Linked DNA regions of Mus musculus: all the other regions are linked to region 1. A link is a contact called in public Hi-C and promoter capture Hi-C data. All regions are on one chromosome and are shown on one strand. The core of a region is the stretch at or near the end of the contact, and the rest is flanking DNA. Distances in the headings are between cores, read along the strand shown.

What was found. Hi-C and Micro-C count contacts between places; a contact is called where the count stands out from the background. Capture Hi-C pulls out chosen DNA fragments and counts their contacts.
Region 2: a contact with region 1 is called in a promoter capture Hi-C map of adipose tissue. A contact is called at or near these places in 1 of 39 promoter capture datasets (neural stem cells), 3 of 130 datasets of targeted methods (embryonic stem cells, memory CD8 T cells and pancreatic cancer cells) and 2 of 9 other capture datasets (adipose tissue and liver).
Region 3: a Hi-C map of cerebellum shows a contact between it and region 1, with 4 times the contacts expected there. A contact is called at or near these places in 3 of 39 promoter capture datasets (erythroid cells and liver), 8 of 484 Hi-C or Micro-C datasets (cardiomyocytes, cerebellum, cortical glia and 5 more), 1 of 130 datasets of targeted methods (embryonic stem cells) and 1 of 9 other capture datasets (pancreatic islet).

The regions. Positions count from the first base shown.
Region 1 is chr19:7,239,471-7,243,477 of GRCm38.p6, forward strand. Naa40 (N(alpha)-acetyltransferase 40, NatD catalytic subunit) reads right to left here and starts at 1,752. Exons shown (of 8, transcript NM_027643.1): 1 at 1,468-1,752. The coding sequence starts at 1,473.
Region 2 is chr19:6,932,682-6,936,531 of GRCm38.p6, forward strand. Kcnk4 (potassium channel, subfamily K, member 4) reads right to left here and starts at 1,834. Exons shown (of 7, transcript NM_008431.3): 1 at 1,667-1,834; 2 at 22-287. The coding sequence starts at 210.
Region 3 is chr19:7,605,510-7,609,814 of GRCm38.p6, forward strand. It overlaps Lgals12 (lectin, galactose binding, soluble 12), which reads right to left and starts at 1,684. Exons shown (of 10, transcript NM_001356574.2): 1 at 1,618-1,684; 2 at 1,153-1,314. The coding sequence starts at 1,221.

The sequences.
Region 1 (4,007 bases), core at 502-3,001:
AAGTTAAATATGCCAAAGTCTCTCAGCCTTGATTTTCTTCATATTGAATAAAAATTACTGTCTGAACTATGACAAATGCTTTGGAAGGTTTTGAGGTTTTTGTGAAGACTGAACTCAGGGCCTCACATATGTTAAGCATACACTCTACTACGGAGCTATGTAACCCCAGGCCCCTCAAGTTTTGTTTTGACATTGATCCCAAAATAAGTGTTTTGTCACAAGCTAGACTACTTTTGTCTAATAAGCTGATTTGTTTGTGAGAGAGGGAAAAAAAAAAATCTAGGTTAGTGACAGTAGGGACAAACCCAAAGGAATAAAAATAGCACCAATCTATTTTAGATCACTGAAGTGAGGCTGAGAATATAAGCAAAATAGCAGCTACTGCTTAAAGGCACCTAGTGGGCTATTTACATCCATTTTCTCATTTAATCTTCATCACTATCCTAAGAGGAGGTCACGTGCATCGCACAAATAGGAATAAAACCAAGCCAGGCCTCATCACCTGCAGGGTCATGCCACTAGCCGTTAAAGATGGGGCTGCCACTGAGGCACATCTAGTTTCAAAGTCAGGACTCGCTAAAAGTGTTGCAAATTCCACACGAACCCTATGATCAGAGAGTTACATTTTTAGGAGGGTGCTTTTGCCCAACCCTAGATCTGCATATCCCAGGAAAGGCCATGGAAATGCATCTTCTTGCTGTCAGACCATAACAGGTGGTTACTATACATCCAGGCTGGGACTATAACCAGCCCATCCCCCCTACTCATCTGTACACCTCCACCCCCTCTTCCATTGCAAGCCACCTGCAGTAACAAGACTAAGAACAATCCAACTTCTAAGATCCATTTTACTGCAGCCAGAAGCTGAACGGGCATGCCTGTGTGGTAAGGAAGACTACGTTTCATCTGAAGCAGGAAGAAGCTGGTAGCAGACGGTTCAAAAGTGTAGGGGAACTGGCTGGGCAGAGACTTGAGCAGTGGGAAGCAGATTCCATCGAGACTCCGGAGTCACCGGATGGGGTCCAGCGCCCAAGCCATATCAATGTGACCTTGGCCATACGCCTTCTTGCCTCCCTGCCTCAGTTCCCTACAAGTTCGGGTAGCAGGAAACCGCTAGGACCGTGACAGCCAGATGATGGGTGTCTTCAAGGAGCAAGGGGCTAATATCAGGGACGCAGCAGGGGCTCGGGAGTGGGGAGGCCTTCTAGGGGGTCAGAGAGGCAGGAAGGGGCACGAAGAGAACGGAGTGGGGGGCGGGGGGGAGAAGAGGGCTCCCAGAGAATTTCTGGGCTAGGCTCAACGCCGGGACCTTTACAACGAGGCGTGGGGAACTCTTGTCAAGTGGGGGCCGGGGGTCACGTGAGACTGTAAGGGGTCAGGGTCACGTGAGGGGGTTCACGAAACAATGAGGACGCAGAGGGTGAACGGCAGCTGTGGACTTCCCATTACTTCTCCAGCCTCACTTACCCCCATGGTGGCGGCGGCGGCGACGGCGGCGGCCCTCGGCTCCCCTCTCGCACTTGCCCGTAGGGAGGTGGCAACGGCGGAACCCGAGCGACAGCGAAGCGGCCGGCCGCGCACTACGCATGCGTCTCACAAATCCCCCGCGCGTCCTAGAGGGCCCCGCGCCGGCGCAGAACCGGACCAGAGTGGGCGGCGAGCGCGAAGGCGCGCAGGTGGAACGGTTGCCGTGCGCGCGGAAGGCCTGAGAACAGAAAGGCGGGAGGCGCGGCAGAGCGTCGCGCTAGGAATGACGCGCACGCGCCGGCCCCGCCCCCTCGACGGTCCGCGTCTGTAACTATGGCAACGACCACGCGGAGCGGAAGGGCGCGCGCCGGCCTGGAGCAAGCTAGCCTCGGAGCCACTTGGTGGGCGGTGGTGCGGGCTGCCTTCGCTGAGGCGCGCAGGCACAGCCAAAAGTCTGGAAGCATTCTGACTTCTAGAAGCTGACCCTTGGCATGCCTTTTCTAACAAGTCCTGTTATACCCATTCATCCTTCTCAACATTCGTTCACACGGCATTAACATGCACATACATTGTGCTGAACCCAGAGGATACAGAAGTTTGTGTCCTAAAGGAGCTTGTAACTCCTGTGTAACTAAAGACCTCAGGTGTTCTGGGTCCTATTTTTTTCAGTTTGAGCAGACATCTGGGTAGTGTGACCTCCACATGACCTGCATGGGAATCACCTAGGGAGATAGAGCAGTTTGCAAACCCTTGGGACTAACCCTGAAATCTGGGGTGGAGGCGGGAATCAAAATCTTAGCTTTCTTGGTTTTTTTTTGTTTGGTTGGTTGGTTTTTGTTGTTGTTGTTGTTTTTGTTTTGCTTGGTTTGGCTTAGGTTGGCCTCCTTGACCCTGCCAGCCCTGTACTGAGGGTCAAATTCATGGTTTCACACATGATAGAGTTCTGTCATTGAGCTACAACCCCTACTCCAGAGTCTCTATTAGCGCGGGCACACACACACACAAAATTAGAACGCCCTGGCTCCAGTCTTAAATTTAAAATTTTCAGATTTTAATCATTATCCTACGTTTATTGCTCAGAGAAGTTGTAGCCCTGGCAACGTGCAGCGAGTGCCTACTGCAGTGGTAGGCACTGTTTCAGGCAGCAAAGAAAACAATACCAAGCTGAGTGTGGTGGCTCCTACCTGTGATCCAAGTACTATGGAAGCAGAGGTTGGAGGACCATGGGGCTTGAGAGACAGCTCAGAGGTTAAGAGCAATGGCTACCCATCTAAAAGAACCAGGTTCCTAGGACTCATGGCAGCTTAGAACTATATATAACTCCAGGTACAAGGGATCTAACACAGTCACACAGACACAGTCAGGCGATCCCAGCATTTGGGAGGCAGAGGCAAGTGGATCTCATTAGTTTGAGGCCAGCTTGGTCTATAGACCAAGTTCCAGGACAGCCAGGGCTACGCAGAGAAATCCTAGCTTGAAAGACCTAAATAAATAAAATCTCAAAAAATTTAAAAAAGAAAAGAGAGAGAGAGAGAAGGAAAGAAATAGTATCAAACAGGAAAAAGATCTGCTGGTATTTTCTAGAAAGGAGATAATAAGCCAGTTAAATAAATAATAAAAGAATAGTATGTGCCCTGGGTACCATGAAGGAAAAGAAAGCCTGTCAGGAAAGGATTTATAATTGTATCTAGGATGCTTGGGGAAGATAACACGAGGTGGTGGTAGTTGAGCCAAGATCTTTAGGGAGTCAGAGAGCAAGTCATGAAGCTACCTGGGAGCAGGGCAGGGCATTCCAGGAGGGGGGGTGGTGTCAAACAGTCCCTGACTTTCCCTGCAGGTGGGAATGCTGTTAGTTGGCACTCCTAGCATTAAGTACAGTGTGGCCAGGGCAAATGGGACCTGCAGGAGCAGGATATGAAGTGGACTCAGGCAGGTAAGAAGCGTTTCTTTTGCAGCTCATAGACTTGCAGAGACTTGGGGATTTAGACCACTGCTGGAAACTGAGTGGAGGGGCCACCAGCTGGTTTAGGTGTTCTGAGGCCCACTGGGCTGCTGATTCGACAAGGAGATATATAGTAGAGGTAAGGTTACAGGAAGAGGAGTCAGGCAAAGAGTGAGATGCCACAGGCAGGTGGTTGCTGGGAATTGAACTCATGACCTTTGGAAGAGCAGCCAGCACTCTTAACTGCTGAGCCATCTCTCCGGCCGCTTGTTTGTTTTTCAACACGGTTTTTCTGTGTAGCCCTGGCACTTGCCTCCTGAGCTGGAATCAAAGGCGTGTGCCACCATCACCTGGCTAGGAAGTCTTCCTTTTAATGTTGTATAAATCCACCAGCCAGAATGTAAGAAAATTGATGAATCTGCAGTTGGCTCCTTATCTGGAAGTCAGAAAATGTATTGCTGAAGGTCACTTCCTAACACTCTGGAGACCAGGCCGCTGGGAGAGGGAGCTGAGGCGGGTGGGTGAGAAGACATCTGAGTGAACTTTTGGAGAATGAGGCAGGAGTCCAACAGAAAATCCTCCCTGCCGTCTGGCTTTT
Region 2 (3,850 bases), core at 584-3,083, 310 kb before region 1:
TAACCAACTCTGCCAACCCACCTTGATGAAATCCTCCAGGCTCTTCTGGCTCACACAGGGATGGTCCCTCAGAAACTGGTCTCGGCCATGATCCATTTTCTTCTGAGCCTGCTGCTCGTGAGGCTGCTCCAGAGCCTGGAACACTAGAGCCCCAGATACCAAGTAAAGCAGCACCAGTGCCAGCAGAGCCAGGAGTGTGGTGCTGCGCATGGTCCTTCCAGAGGCAGGTCCAGCTCCACTTCCTGCCTGGGAAGAAGGAGCAGGGAGCTCCTGGGGAGCAGTGGTCACTGCAGGCCAAACCAAGGATTATGGGGTCACGAAGAGATCCATACATCCACACCCTCCTTCTCTAGATTAGACTCCCCAAAGTTTTTGAGCCCCTAGCTTTATTATCCATAGATGTAACCCCCACACAGCCTCTGGTTCCAGGTACTAACACCTAGGCCCCCACCTCCAGCCTCCCTCTTACCTCCGGAGCCTAGCCATCAGGAGAGTGGGATAAAGAAGAAAACACTAAGCCAGGCAGGGTGAGTGAGAAAATGGGGGACTTGTGAGGCATTAGGGTGCCTGCCTTGGAGAAGACCAAAGGAAGACTAGGGAGTTCCAGGGGAAATAGGAAGAGGCTGGAGCCTGCAGAACTGGAGACAGGAATAGCAGGTCCATACTTGGCTCTCTCAGTGCGGCTGTGGCAGCCTCCTCAGATGCATCTGTCCCCTCCTGCCTTCCAGCCTAGCAGGGATCAACCGGGCGGGGATCTTCCAGGGTCCCCACCCGCCCGCTGGGCTTTCGAGGAACCCCAAGGCGGATCTGGCTGCAGGGTATAGGCAAGGCCCAGAGCCAGGGAAAGGAAAAGTGGGCACAAAGTTCCCAGAAGAAGCAAGGCACAGGGTGGGAAGGGCAGCACGGATACAGCAGCCCACGGGACAGCTGTCACTTAGGGGGCAGCGGGAGATGGCAGGCACACACACACATACATATACACAGTCTGCTACATGTGCCACAAAGATCTTTGAGCCACATTCCATTCTGCAGCTCTAGCCGCGCGCTGCCCAGGCTGCAGGCATAGCACTGCACCACGCTCCGGCAGACCCTGGCACAACTAACCACCATGGGCGTGCCCGCAGGGCCGAGCTACCCTAGAGGTCCACGCGCACGAATGCGCGCGCTCGCGTACACACACACACAGATACACACACGGAACCCGTGTGACACCGCACGCCAGCCGCTTGCTCCCACCACCTCCCCCGCGTCCTTACGCCGACGCCTCCGAGCGTGACCGGCGACGGGACGCACGGTCACACCACTCGAGGAAGGCATCCACGCGCGGGAAGTGTCCCGCCCTGCCGGTTTCTCCCAGCTCCCAGGGCCTGAGATCCAGCCCACATTCCCGCGCCTGCTCCGCACTTACTGTCTGCCCACTCTGTGGCTGCGGCTTTGGCTGCGGCCAGGTCTCCCGCGCCGCCTCGAGGGTGTGCGGGCTGAGCCAAGGAGGTGCCGGCGGCAGCCCAGAGACCGAGCCGCCGGCGGCCGTCTGACTAGGACCCCCCTCCTCCCGCCCTCAAAAGCCCCCTCCTTGGGAGCTTAACCCTACCAGAGCTGCGTCTCCCTACGTGCCGCACCCTCGCCACCGGCTCTCGCCACCAACCGCCTTGAACCCAGCCCTTACCTGCACCTGCAGCCTCTGGGCTCCCCAATGCTGTCTTGTCCAGGCCAGTGAGTGGCAGAAGACTCAGAGAAGGGTCGACGTGAAGTCCAACCTTCCAGGCTGGGATTGGGGCCCCAACGCTGCCCTAACCTGGACATCAGCTGGCCCGGGGCTCAGGACAGCCGCCACACTCATCTCCTGGAATCTTCTAGGTCTATTACTGGACTGGGAAGAGCCTTCGTTTCTCCGCCCATGAGGATAGTCTGGGCCTTGGGCTCAGCACTTGTGAGGGAGAGGCCCCCAGGGAGAAGAGGGTATGTGGGGGTGGAAGACGGGGAGCTCTCTTTGAGGCCACCTGGATTTAACCAGCTGAATGGGTTGGGTCCTAGTTCTAGGAAGTCACTGATAGAGCACCTCTTGCTCAGGCTGCATTCCCATCTCTGATCCTCCAGGCCCTGGGGTCACCCCCCCCCCCCAACCATCTGCTGCCTGACAATTCCAGCAGAAAGAGTGCTAGCATTTTCTGAACAGCTAAAGCCGGGTCCTCTTCTGTCTTTATCCTTCTTTCTTCTTCTTTATATCCTTTTTTTTTTTTTTTTTTTTTTGGTTTCTCGAGACATTTCTTTACTGATTTCCACAAAATCTCTCCTGTAGCGTTCAGAGATCCCATGCTATTGTGGTCAGTACTTTTGTTGTTGGGATGTTTTGCTTTGTTTTGAGACAGGGTTTCTCTGTGTACTCCTGGCTGTCTTGTAGACTAGGATGGTCTCAAATTCAGAGATCCACCTGCTTTGCCTCCAGAGTGCTGGGATTAAAGGTGTGCCCTACCATTACTGGGTTTTGTGGTAATTGTCAGTATGTTTAAGTGACCACCCAGATGATAGGGGGTCAGGGTGAGTTACCAAACTCCCTAGTTCCCACTTACAGTAAAAGGGTGATTACTTAACTCTGGGTGCTGATTTTGAGTATTTAGGAAGTCAGTATTTGGGGGCTGGAGAGATGGCTCCGTCTTTAAGAGCACTGGCTCTTCTTCCAGAAGACCAGAGTTCAGTTCCCAGCACCCACTACTGTCTGGGACACCCTCACACAGACATACATGTAGGCAAACCACCAATGCCTGTGCACACATACAAAGTCAGTGGTTTTTACTTTGGTTCTTTCTCTTTTTTTCGTTGTTATTTGTTTGTTTTTGGAGCCTTAGCTGTCCTGAAACTTGCTCTCTAGTTCAGGCTGACCTCAAATTCACAGAGACCCACCTTTCTCTGCCCCTCAAATGCTGAATTAAGGGCATGAACCACCACTGCCCAGCTGAGGTCAGCGTTTATAAATGCTTAAAGCCTAGCACACAGAATTAAGTGCCCTAAAAATGTTAGCAATTCTGCTTCCATCCGAAAGTGATTGTCCAGCTTACTGCTGAAGTCTGAGCCTCTGCTGTTCTCTCTGGAGACCTTGTAGACCTGGCTCCAGGAGAGTCCCAAAGAAAGAATTTCAAGGCAGACTTACTGCTAGGCTGAGATCTCAAAGGAGCTAGAATCACCAGGTTTATAGACAGGAGTCACAGGCTCTAATAATCAATCCTGAGCCACAGGGCAGATCTGCAAGGATGTCCGGAACTCAGGGCAGTGACTAAACCTTTGGGAGCAGTAGGATTTGTGTACCAAGAGCTGACTCAGCATGCAAGTAGCCAGGGGATCAGGGTTAACCCATACCCAGGTAAGGAGATGGAGGCTGTGCCACACAAGCACACCCTTTATAGATCTTCCATAAACTTGACACTTGAAGACCACAGTAGAGGTGGTGACAGAAGCCAGGCCTCAGGTCAGTGAGATGGTGCAGTGCTTTGTAGGGCTGCTTGCCACCGAGCCTGAAATTCCAAGTTTGTTTCCTGGAACCCATATGGGTTTTTCTGACTCTATACCTGTGTGTGTGTGTCTGTCCATCCATGTATGCACACATAAATACATGCACAGCACACACACACTAGGCCTCCACAAAACTAATTTAATCCATTAGAAGACAAGATGCCTACCAGGCTGTGGAGATGGCTTAGCAGTTAAGAGCACTTGCTGCTCCTCCTCCAAAAGACCTACTAAGTTCAGTCTCCAGCACTGGCAACTCACAGCAACCTCTAACTCTAGCTCCTGGGGATCCGATGCCCTCTTCTGGCCTCTTTGGGCACTACACACAGGCACAGGTGCAGATACA
Region 3 (4,305 bases), core at 434-2,933, 370 kb after region 1:
GTTTGTCACTTCACTGGGTGCCATCTGGGAAGGAAGCTGCTGAGGGCTGGTGAATGCCCAGAGTTTAGGAGCTAAGAGGAAAAAAGAATGAAGAAGTTGGGAGCAAGTTGGCCCTGATGTGGACTCTCTTTGGAGATACCTAACGGTGACTAGGGACCAGGCCCATCTCTTGGGGCCCATCTTTCCTCATACAGAGGCTGTCTGGCCTTCCTGAAGTATGGACACACTTTCTACTCTACTTTTGCTGGGTCTGCTCCCTTCCACTTTTTCCTGTTCCTCCATCCTGACACCGTTTTGCTTTCCCTCTTCTGAGTTCTCAGAGTCTTCACTCACAATGCTAGCTTGGCCCTTGGTCCCTCATGTACAGGAGCTGGCTGGCTGTTTTTCCATTAGGATCACTGAATAAGATAATTGGAGCCCTGTCTTTCTCTTCAGCAGGCTCAGCACAGTGGGTGCTCCACAGAGGGTGTGCAGACAAGCTGGAAGGGGAACCTGGGGCAGTGTCACAGGGTCAGCCCTTATAGGTGGCTTGTCAACTCCCAGTGGCAATCAGAGAGCCCAGACCACTCCGAGGAGCCCTCCAGGTGGCGGTCTTAGCTTGCGAAGCAACAGGCTGTGGGGACCTAGGAGGTTTCAGGTGCTTCAGCCCTGTTGCTCAGGCACCTGGGGGGCGGGGGTGGGGGTGGGGGAGGAGCCAGAGGCCAGGATCTCTACATGGCATGGCAGCTTGGCAGGCAGCCCAGTGGCTTCCAGTTCCCAGGCTCTTGGCAGAATGTGTTAATTAACTGCTCTGATGGAGGTCTCTAAGGAGGAGAGAACCAAGCAGGGGAAAGTAATAATTAGTGCTCATTAGTGGTAGTGCCTGCTGGGAGTTTGGCCTTCTGAAAACGTGGCTGGGCTTCAGAAAGTCTCCTGGGCACTGAACAGGGGGAGGGAGAGAGGAATCCACATTCTCCCTGACTAGGAGGGTTTCCCTCAGGCTTGGAGAAGGGGCTGCCCTTAGTCATTAGTGTCCCTCATAGCAATCCACCTCCATTCTTCTAGCCATCTATCCCAGAAGAGGCGTATTGAATAGGCAAGGATCCTGGAAGCCCGACCAATCACTTGCAGGCTGGAATTTAGCTGATTGGTCGTTTTATTACGCTTACTCACCGGGTGGAAGACTGGCGGCTGCAGGATGAAGCTGTCAGGAATCGGGTCCAGGTGTTCGTCAGTTGACATGGGGGAGGGGCAACTTCAACTCAGCCTCTGATCCTGATTCCAGCAACGCGATTCCCCACGGAATGGACTCACTTTTCCCAGCCTCTGCAACAGCTATCCAAGCTGTTAGTCTTACTTGTTCGCTATGGAGTTCTAATGCTTCTTGGAGCCGACCTGGGAGGGGCACTGGCCCACCTCTAGGAACCACATCAACCCCCGCTATGATGGTACAGCAGCAGCTTTGCTGGACTGGACCTGCTAGCAGAAACTCCCGCGCGTCCAGGGGCGGGTAGCTGGCACTCACTCATGGACTTGCTAACTAGCCCATCTGTGTCTGTGTCTGAAGCACTTGGCCACTTCAAAGGGAAGCCTAGGGCCGGCTCATTTCAGCGAGGGCTTTTGTTTCCTGGGGCTCACCTGGGCCTTCAGCGGATAGTAGGAAGGGAAGCTGCTGCTGCTGGTGGTACACGTGTGCAGGTTCCTTAAGAGGCCCCGCCCCCAGGTTCCTGGCTCCTCCCGCATTCATTCCCTGGTTGCTTTCCCCTCTCTTCCCCTTTCCCCCAAGTTGTTCAGTCCCTTGAGGCCATTTCAGCATTAGCTGCAAATGCCAGGGACCAGCTAGGGTCACAAGAAAGTGGAGTGACAAAGGCCAGGCAGAGGAGGGCTCCCTTGGTCTCAGACAAAGCAGCACTGGCTAGAGGGAACACAGCCTCTGCTCTTACATGCTGTGTCCTTCCACAAGTCACTTCTCCTTGAGCCTCCCTTTGTTCATCCCGGTGTCACAAGGGTGACCATGGCTGGGCTTTGTGTTTGAGCCTGGACCCATATTGCTGTTTTAGGAGAGGCCTCTAGGCCTGGCTCAGATTCCAGTTAAAGTTCCTCTTTCAAAATAGCATAACTCCTCAACTTTAGCCTACGTTGGGAGGTTTCCTGATCTAACTATGGGGTCAGACTTGGCAGCAGGGAATTCCTGGTATGTCAGCTACACAGGGTGTTGGTACAGTCGTTCCAGGGATAAGAGCGCCATGTGAGGGGCCTGGCGGAGGGATTGGGCAGGTCTACCTCACCTGATCTCCCCACCTAGAAGTTTGCCAGAAAGGTGAACTGTGGCGTCTCCACCCCGGGACCTACTGGAGAAAGCTCTTTGGGAGTGAAGTCCAGGAAATGGCCTTGCAGGCAATTCTACTGAGCATTAATGAGAAACCCTGACTTGGGTTCTAACTGAAAGCACTTTGGGTGCCAAGCAAGGAGTTTGTTCAGCTGTGGCTGGGTAGGTGTGGCAGGAGAGCTGAAGGTGTTTCTGTGGGAAATCCAATCCTGGGTGTGTTCAGAAAGAGATATGTTCGCCACAGTGGGGAGGAGAAACGGCAGGTGGAGAGACCAGTTGAGCCAGGCTATAGTGCCCTGCACTGTAGTCAGATCTGGGTCCCCAAGGCTAGTGGTGCCCTTCCCCCACCCCACATCAGCCCTGCTGGGAAATGAGGGAGGAGGGTGCACTCATTTACTTGGGTTGTCATAACAAAATACAACAGATTGGGTGGGGTGTAAACAACAGAACTCTATTTTGTCTCTGTTCTAGAAGTTCAAGATCAAAGTGTTGTCTGGGACCTCTGTTGTGGGTTGGCAGCCAGCCTTGTTCTCATACAGTTGTCTCTGCTGGGAGGGTCTTGGACGATTGCAGAATACCTTAAGAATCCATTCCGCAGACCAAGAAAGGGACCTTCTTCACCTGGGAGTCAGTTGACAACATCTGGACACTTGATGGAATAATTAGAGGGTGTGAACATTAGGAGAAAAACTAGTCAGGACGAATGGACAAAGTTGGCAGCTGGCCCACCACCATTCAGCTTAGCTGGAATTATTTTTATGTATGTGGGTATTAGGTAGTCCAGTTTCATTTTTCTCAGTATGAATAGTAATTTCTCTCATCATATAAGAACTTTTTTTTCCCTTTCCAGCGACGAACAAGGTCCACCATGTCTTGTGTTAGGTTTTCATGAACGAATATTACCAACTACCTTCCACCCCATGGGTCTTCCACCCCACGGTTCTTGTGGTATCCATTCATTATTACTTTTATTTATGTGTAGTGTATGCTGTGTGTGCTATAAATTAGATATCTATTAGATAAATTAGATCTCTAACATACTGCTGGTAGAAATGAAATTGATACTGTCAGTTAGAAAAGGTCCTGGTTTTTTATATTAGAGCATTATATGCTGAACATTATATGCACCCTAGGGTATTAAGTCTTATGGACTCTCATGTGTGAGCATACCAAGACACAATTCAGTTCCTTTTCAGTGCCTGTTTCAGTCAAGGGAAGAAAAGCAGACAATCAAACCTATCCACCCCAGTAGCTTTATCATTGGATCAATAAATAAATCATGGTATGAACACACAGTTTACAATCTCTACAGTAATATTAGGGTGTGTATAGGTCTCTGTAACCACCACAGGCAGCAGAGTAATGACCCTTAGGAAGCAAGAAGGTAATTCCGTCCAACACTTCTAAGTAGCTAGTGTTGGTTCAAACTTTGCAAGTCTGACTCTGAGTAGTTTATTTTAGGCAAATTTAAGCACAGCACTATTTGGTAAAAATGCACAATAAAATATAAAGTAAGCTAAACAAAGATTGGCTATGACCACATTGAAAGTCTTTGTAAGGGCTGGAGAGATGGCTCAGTGGTTAAGAGCACTGACTGCTCTTCCAGAGGTTCTGAGTTCAACTCCCAGCAACCACATTGTCACTCACACCATCTGTAATGGGATTCGATGCCCTCATCTGGTGTGTCTGAAGACAGCTACAGTGTATGTATGCATGTGTGTGTATATATATAAATAATAAATCTTAGGGAAAAAAGAAAGTCTTTGTAAGGTACATGTGATACCTTGATGCATTTTATAGCTTGATTGAGTAAAACAAGCTCATGTGATAAGAGTCTGGGGAGAGGATCTGATGTGGTCTCAGCCACATATTGCAAACGTCGCCAGGCTATTAACCATATGGGTAGCAGGTTATAAATCTCTTCCTTTGAAGGAACAATCCTATGTGTAACATTTAATGTTTAACATTAAAGGTTCCCTAGTATTTATCTGAGGGCA